2 separate regions of the Pan troglodytes genome follow, and region 2 is linked to region 1. Evidence: chromatin contacts called from public HiChIP or PLAC-seq data. All regions are on one chromosome and are shown on one strand. Each heading gives the region's core, a stretch centred on a gene start, on an enhancer-like site or on the middle of the called end of the contact. The rest is flanking DNA. Distances are from core to core; before and after follow the strand shown. Region 1 holds the start of ENTPD8 (ectonucleoside triphosphate diphosphohydrolase 8). Region 2 holds the start of NRARP (NOTCH regulated ankyrin repeat protein).

The links. HiChIP or PLAC-seq counts read pairs in DNA pulled down with a chosen protein or histone mark.
Region 2: an H3K4me3 HiChIP or PLAC-seq map of stem cell-derived excitatory neurons shows a contact between it and region 1, with 4 times the contacts expected there. The contact joins the promoter of NRARP here to the promoter of ENTPD8 in region 1. A contact is called at or near these places in 1 of 7 Hi-C or Micro-C datasets (stem cell-derived neural progenitor cells) and 1 of 1 datasets of contacts at active chromatin or transcription factors (stem cell-derived excitatory neurons).

Annotation. Positions count from the first base shown.
Region 1 is chr11:995,504-998,534 of NHGRI_mPanTro3-v2.0_pri, forward strand. It overlaps ENTPD8 (ectonucleoside triphosphate diphosphohydrolase 8), which reads left to right and starts at 1,622. Exons shown (of 10, transcript XM_024346013.3): 1 at 1,622-1,939.
Region 2 is chr11:1,151,241-1,154,271 of NHGRI_mPanTro3-v2.0_pri, forward strand. It overlaps NRARP (NOTCH regulated ankyrin repeat protein), which reads left to right and starts at 1,496. Exons shown (of 1, transcript XM_528519.9): 1 at 1,496-3,031. The coding sequence starts at 1,857. The coding sequence ends at 2,201.

The DNA.
Region 1 (3,031 bases), core at 372-2,871:
AGCCCCAGCTACTCAGGAGGCTGAGGCAGGAGAATGGCGTGAACCTGGGAGGCAGAGCTTGCAGTGAGCTGAGATCCGGCCACTGCACTCCAGCCTGGGCAACAGAGAGAGAGACTGTCTCAAAAAAATAAAATTAAATTAAATTAAATTTAAAAATTCAAAAACCAAAAAGAAAAAATTATGAAACAAAAAGCAGGTTCTTTGAAATGATGAATAAAATGGATAAACCTCTAGCTAGCAACACTGATGAGAGACACAGAGGACAAAATCACCAATATGAGGAATGGGAGGGTTAGCACTGCAGACCCTACAGACATTAAAAGGATAACCAGGAAGTACTATGAATAATTGTAGTCACATAAATTTAGCAACTTAGGTGAAATGGACCAATTCCTTGAAAGCCACAAACTACCAAAACTCATTAAATAGACAACTTGAACAATCCTATTAAGTATTAAATAAACTGAATTTGTACTTTAAAACTTTTCTAAAAAGGAAAGTACTGGCTCAGATGGTTTTACCACCAAATTATACAAAATATTTAAAGAAGAAATTTAATACAAATTTTTCAAATCCCTTCCACAAAATAAAACAAGGACAGCTGGCTGGGCGCGGTGGCTCATGCCTGTAATTCCAGCACTTTGGGAGGCTGAGGCGGGCGGATTGCAAGGTCAGGAGTTTGAGACCATCCTGGCCAACATGGTGAAACCCCATCTCTACTGAAAATACAAAAAATTAGCCAGGCATGGTGGCAGGCACCTGTAATCCCAGCTACTCCGGAGACTGAGGCAGGAGAATCGCTTGAACCTGGGAGGTGGAGGTTGCAGTGAGCCAAGTCCGCACCATTGCATTCTAGCCTGGGTGACAGAGCGAGACTCCATCTCAAAAAAAAAAAAAAAAAAAAAAAAAAAAGAAGGACAACTTCCCAGATTCATTTTATAAGCCCAGCATTATCCCCATACAGAAACCAGGACTAAAAAAGAAAACTATGCAACTTTGTTGAACACAACTGCAAAAATCCTCAACAAACACATTTGACTCTTACGACCCATGGCAGCTAGTGGTATAAAGTTGCTGCAAACACTGAATTAAAGAATATGCTAAACTATTGCTCCTAAGGGAAATGCAAAGTTATGTTCCTGCAAGCTTCTGGTCACATTTTTGTTAAATGATCAATATATTAATAAAACCTTCTTTTATGTGTATTTTTGTTTAAGGGCACCTTATTTAATATGTATTGTATCACTAACATTGAACTCATGGCCAACAGCGCTAACTCTTGCACGAATAAAGCTTATCCAATGTGTGTTTTCTCCGTAAAGTGCATCTCAGCCTTCTTGCATCTCTGCACTATGCTGAGACGCCATTATAAACAGTGAAATCACCAAGAAAAAGCACAAAAATGCACACACATGACACCAAATATGCTACCAGTAAAGAGAGTCCCGATTGAGACCCCAAGAGGGTTCTTGGATCTCACACAGACAGGAATTCACCGCCCCCCCCCATTCCCCCACCCTATTCCCCGCCCCCCAACACCCCCAGCCCCACCCAGCCCCGGCCCTGGCCCCGCCCCTCCCCGTCCCCAGCCCCGCCCCCGCTTCAGAGGCCGGGACCCCTACGGCGGCGGCCCCGGGACCCACGGCGAGCGGGAAAGGCAGAGTGGCTGCAAATGGAAAACGACGGGCGCCGCGGGGCTGCAGGCGCTTCCGCCCCCGCCCCGGGCCTGGACCTTCGGGGTCACCTGACTCCGACCTGCCCGGGCCGGGCGGCAAGAGGGGTAAAGTCCGGGCCGGGGTCAAGAGCGCGGCTGCAGGCCGTGGGGGGCGGGGTCCCGGAGTTCTGCCCCTCGCAGCTCCAGGCTCCTCCTCAGCTTCCCTCTCCTGCCTCCCACAGCCCCAGGGGCGGGGCGACCCTGGGCACCGAGACAGACCCGCAGGTGGGAGATGCGGGGAGACCCTGGGCGGGGGACCCGAGGGTGGAGTGGGCGGGGCGACCTTGGGCGCTGGCCTCAGCCTGCGGGCCCTGGAGCCAGGTGCACAGCGCATCGCCCGAGGCTGTCACCGCCCTGCCCCTCCCACCCCAGCTGTCCTGGACCCAGGGGCAGGGAGAGGCTGGACGCCAGGTGCGCGGACACAGACGCGCCTAAGCACAGCTTCCTCCTTGCCTCTCCGGGAAGTGGGCAGCCAGCCCAGGTGAGGGTCCAAAGGGATGTCCTGGGGGCGCTGTCCTGGTCTGGGGGGCTGTCCTGATCTGGGAGTCTGTTCTGTGTGAGGGGGTGTCCTGGTCTAGGGGGGCTGTCCTGGTCTCAGGGACTGTTCTGTGTGAGGGGATGTCCTGGTCTGGGGGGGCTGTCCTGGTCTGGGGGGCTGTCCTGATCTGGGAGTCTGTTCTGTGTGAGGGGGTGTCCTGGTCTAGGGGGGCTGTCCTGGTCTCAGGGACTGTTCTGTGTGAGGGGGTGTCCTGGTCTGGGGGGGCTGTCCTGGTCTGGGGGGCTGTCCTGATCTGGGAGTCTGTTCTGTGTGAGGGGGTGTCCTGGTCTGGGGGGCTGTCCTGGTCTGGGGGGGCTGTCCTGGTCTGGGGGGCTGTCCTGATCTGGGAGTCTGTTCTGTGTGAGGGGGTGTCCTGGTCTGGGGGGCTGTCCTGGTCTGGGGGGCTGTCTTGATCTGGGAGTCTGTTCTGTGTGAGGGGGTGTCCTGGTCTGGGGGGCTCTCCTGGTCTGGGGAGGGCTGTCCTGGTCTGGGGGGCTGTCCTGGTCTGGGGGGGCTGTCCTGGTCTGGGGGGGCTGTCCTGGTCTGGGGGGCTGTCCTGGTCTGGGGGGGGCTGTCCTGGTCTGGGGGGCTGTCCTGGTCTGGGGGGCTGTCCTGATCTGGGAGTCTGTTCTGTGTGAGGGGGTGTCCTGGTCTGGGGGGCTCTCCTGGTCTGGGGGGGGCTGTCCTGGTCTGGGGGGCTGTCCTGGTCTGGGGGGGCTGTCCTGGTCTGGGGGGGGCTGTCCTGGTCTGGGGGGCTGTCCTGGTCTGGGGGCTGTCCT
Region 2 (3,031 bases), core at 246-2,745, 160 kb after region 1:
CCCATCTCTGTTCTGCTGGGGGCCTACTCCGGGACTCCACTGTGTCCTCACCTGCATATTGGGGAGCACCCTTCCACCCTCCGTGGCCCCCTTGAGAGCTCCTGGGAGAAGCAGTGAGGCCCAAAGGAGAGGGCTGAACAGAACCAGCGGGATCACGGCCCCAGGAAGACCAGAGCGAGCTCTGAGCTGTGCCTTTGAGGGACAGAGGTTCCCAGCCCACCAGGAGGACCCCAGGGCCTCAGGACCCTGCTCCACTCAGCCAGGGTCTGTCCCGAAGGGGGCCTGCCCAGTTTTTCCTGCCAGTATGGGCACAGCATGGGGTGGGGACACACCCCTGTGGGGAGCCGGATGTGGGGACATGGAGCTGGTGGGCGGAAGCCTCCCCAGACAAGGCCTGGCATGGGGGTCTCCCCAGCCCGAGCTCAGAGCTGCCTGCGCGGAATTCCCGGCTTGGCTTCAGAAGGAATTCAAGCCCCAGCCTGCCTGGCCTCCTGCTCCGCGCCTGAGAATCACTCCTCCTTAATTTCCAACGACCACAGCGAGTTGTAAACTGTAAAACTCTAATGAGGAAATGCGCTGTGCTTCCCCTGCTAGTGCCTCCCGGTCAATTGTTAGAGTGGTCAATAAAAATGGGTTTTACAGTTTGGAAGCCAGGCGTTTCAGAATCCCCTTCTGGCCCTGGCGCCACACCTAGCCCTGCTCACCTGGGCGGGACCCATGTGTCCCGCATGCTGGTGTGTGGGCAGCAGAGGGAGGCAGGCCGCGGTCCCGACCCTCCCGCTGCGCCCCGGCCCGGGGCTTCCTCCCGAGAGGACAGCGGAACCCCCTTCACCGCCAGGCGATAGAAGCCGCGGTGGCCGGCCGGAGGCCCCTCGCATCAATACGGTTGGGGCACACATAGGCTGAGCCGGCGGCCATGAGGCTGCCCGCGCGCGGGAAGGACCCGCGTGGCTGAAGGCCCCACGTCAGGGCCTGGAGTTGCCACCCGCGTGGACGGTGAGCCCGGAGGCGCGGGCTGGCCGCGGTCGCCGCGCGCCTCTCCGCTCAGAGGGGTCTCTCCTTCGCCACGGGCCTGAGATGCCCGCGAACCCCCTGCCCGGGAGAGGCCGCCCTCGGGGCCACCTGGCGGTCGCGCTCGGGTACCGGGCAAGGCCTGGGTCTGGCTGCTGAGGGAACTTGGAATTCCCCGGGTGGCCGGAGGGAGAAGGGGCGGGACGACCGCAAAGAGACGCGGAGCGCCCGGGGGGCGCGCGGACGGCGGCGGCGACGGAGCTGGACCCCCCCGGCGGCCACCTGGCCTCCCCCGCCCAGGCGCTGCCGGCGACCAGCGCCCCCTGCCGCGAAGCGCGCCGCCGCCGGGACCCGCCCCCGGACCCCTGCGCACGGCACCGCCCACGCCCCGCCCCCACGTGGGCGCGGCCCAATCCCGGGGCCGCCGGCGCGCGCGTCACGGGCTGCCATTGTTATGCAAATATAAAGAAGGTAAAAGGCGCCCCGGCGCGGCGGGCGAGCTAGTGCTGCGGCGCGTGGGGAGGCGCCTTGGGACCGCGTGGGAGCCGCAGCCGAACCGAGTAGGGACCGGGACCGCGCGGCGCCGCCGTCCCCGGCCGGGCCCGGCCCCCGCGAGCCGAGCGCGCGCCCCCGTCGCCCACCCGGGCGCGGCTGGATGCGGCGGGGTCCCCGCGGCGGCGACCCCCGGCCCCGAGCGCCCGGAGCGCCCAGAGGCGGCGTGCGGGGCCCGGGGACGCCGCGCCCTCCATGCGCCGAGGCGCGCCCCGAGACAGCCGGGGGCCCGCGCCGCAGCCGCCGCCCGCGCTGAGCCCCGGCCCGGCCCGCGGCCCGCGCCCGGCGGCAGCATGAGCCAGGCCGAGCTGTCCACCTGCTCCGCGCCGCAGACGCAGCGCATCTTCCAGGAGGCTGTGCGCAAGGGCAACACGCAGGAGCTGCAGTCGCTGCTGCAGAACATGACCAACTGCGAGTTCAACGTGAACTCGTTCGGGCCCGAGGGCCAGACGGCGCTGCACCAGTCGGTCATCGACGGCAACCTGGAGCTCGTGAAGCTGCTGGTCAAGTTCGGCGCCGACATCCGCCTGGCCAACCGCGACGGCTGGAGCGCGCTGCACATCGCCGCGTTCGGTGGCCACCAGGACATCGTGCTCTATCTCATCACCAAGGCGAAGTACGCGGCCAGCGGCCGGTGATGCCCGCCGGGACCCCGGACCCCGGCCCTGCGCCCGCGTCGTCTCTGCTGTACCTTCCCGCCAACTACCTCGGTGCGCGCCCGGCTCGCAGGCCCCGCCAGAAGGCCCGCGGCCACGGCGAATACGGCGCGTGCGTCCCGGCCCCAGGGTCCGGCAGCCCCGCCGGCCGAGCGCCTCCCTGCGGCCTAGCCGGGCCCGGCCGGGCCGGAGCAGCTTCCCACGGCCCCCACCCGCCCGCCTGCCCGTCGCCTCGCGGGTGGGGGCGGGGCGCGGGCTCCAGCCCCTTTTGAAATTTGAGTCTCGCAACCAGCAAGTTCGGAATCCCGAGATACCGGATCCTCTGCGCAAAATGTTTTCTCCCGAAGGTGAAAGGCGGGCGGCGGGAGCCGAAGGCGGACTCGGAGCGCTCCGCCGCCGCCTTCAGGACCCGCCCGCAGGCCCGGGACGCGCCGATGCCGGCTGCAGCCGAGGAGCAGCCCCGAGGTCCGAGGTCCGCGCCGCTGGCGCGCGGCCGAGGAGACGCTCTGCTGTTCGCTGTTGCTGGTGTTCTAAACTATTTATCTTGTGTGTGTACATTTGTGGGTGGAGTTTGTGCGCCTGGTTTTTTTGTTTGGAAAACACTGCGTGGTCAATGTGGTTATGGGGGGGAGTGATGCATTTTTTTCTAGTCTTAAAACTAAAAACTTGAGTCTACCATTTCTTGGTTGCACTGAAAATACCGCCCAGCCTGATGGTGTTCCCGTGCTGTCCCTCCCCCTTCCCTTCTCCCCGCGTCTACCCCCCCACCCCGTTCTGTTCCCCCTCCCTTCTTCTCCCTCTCCCTCAAATCC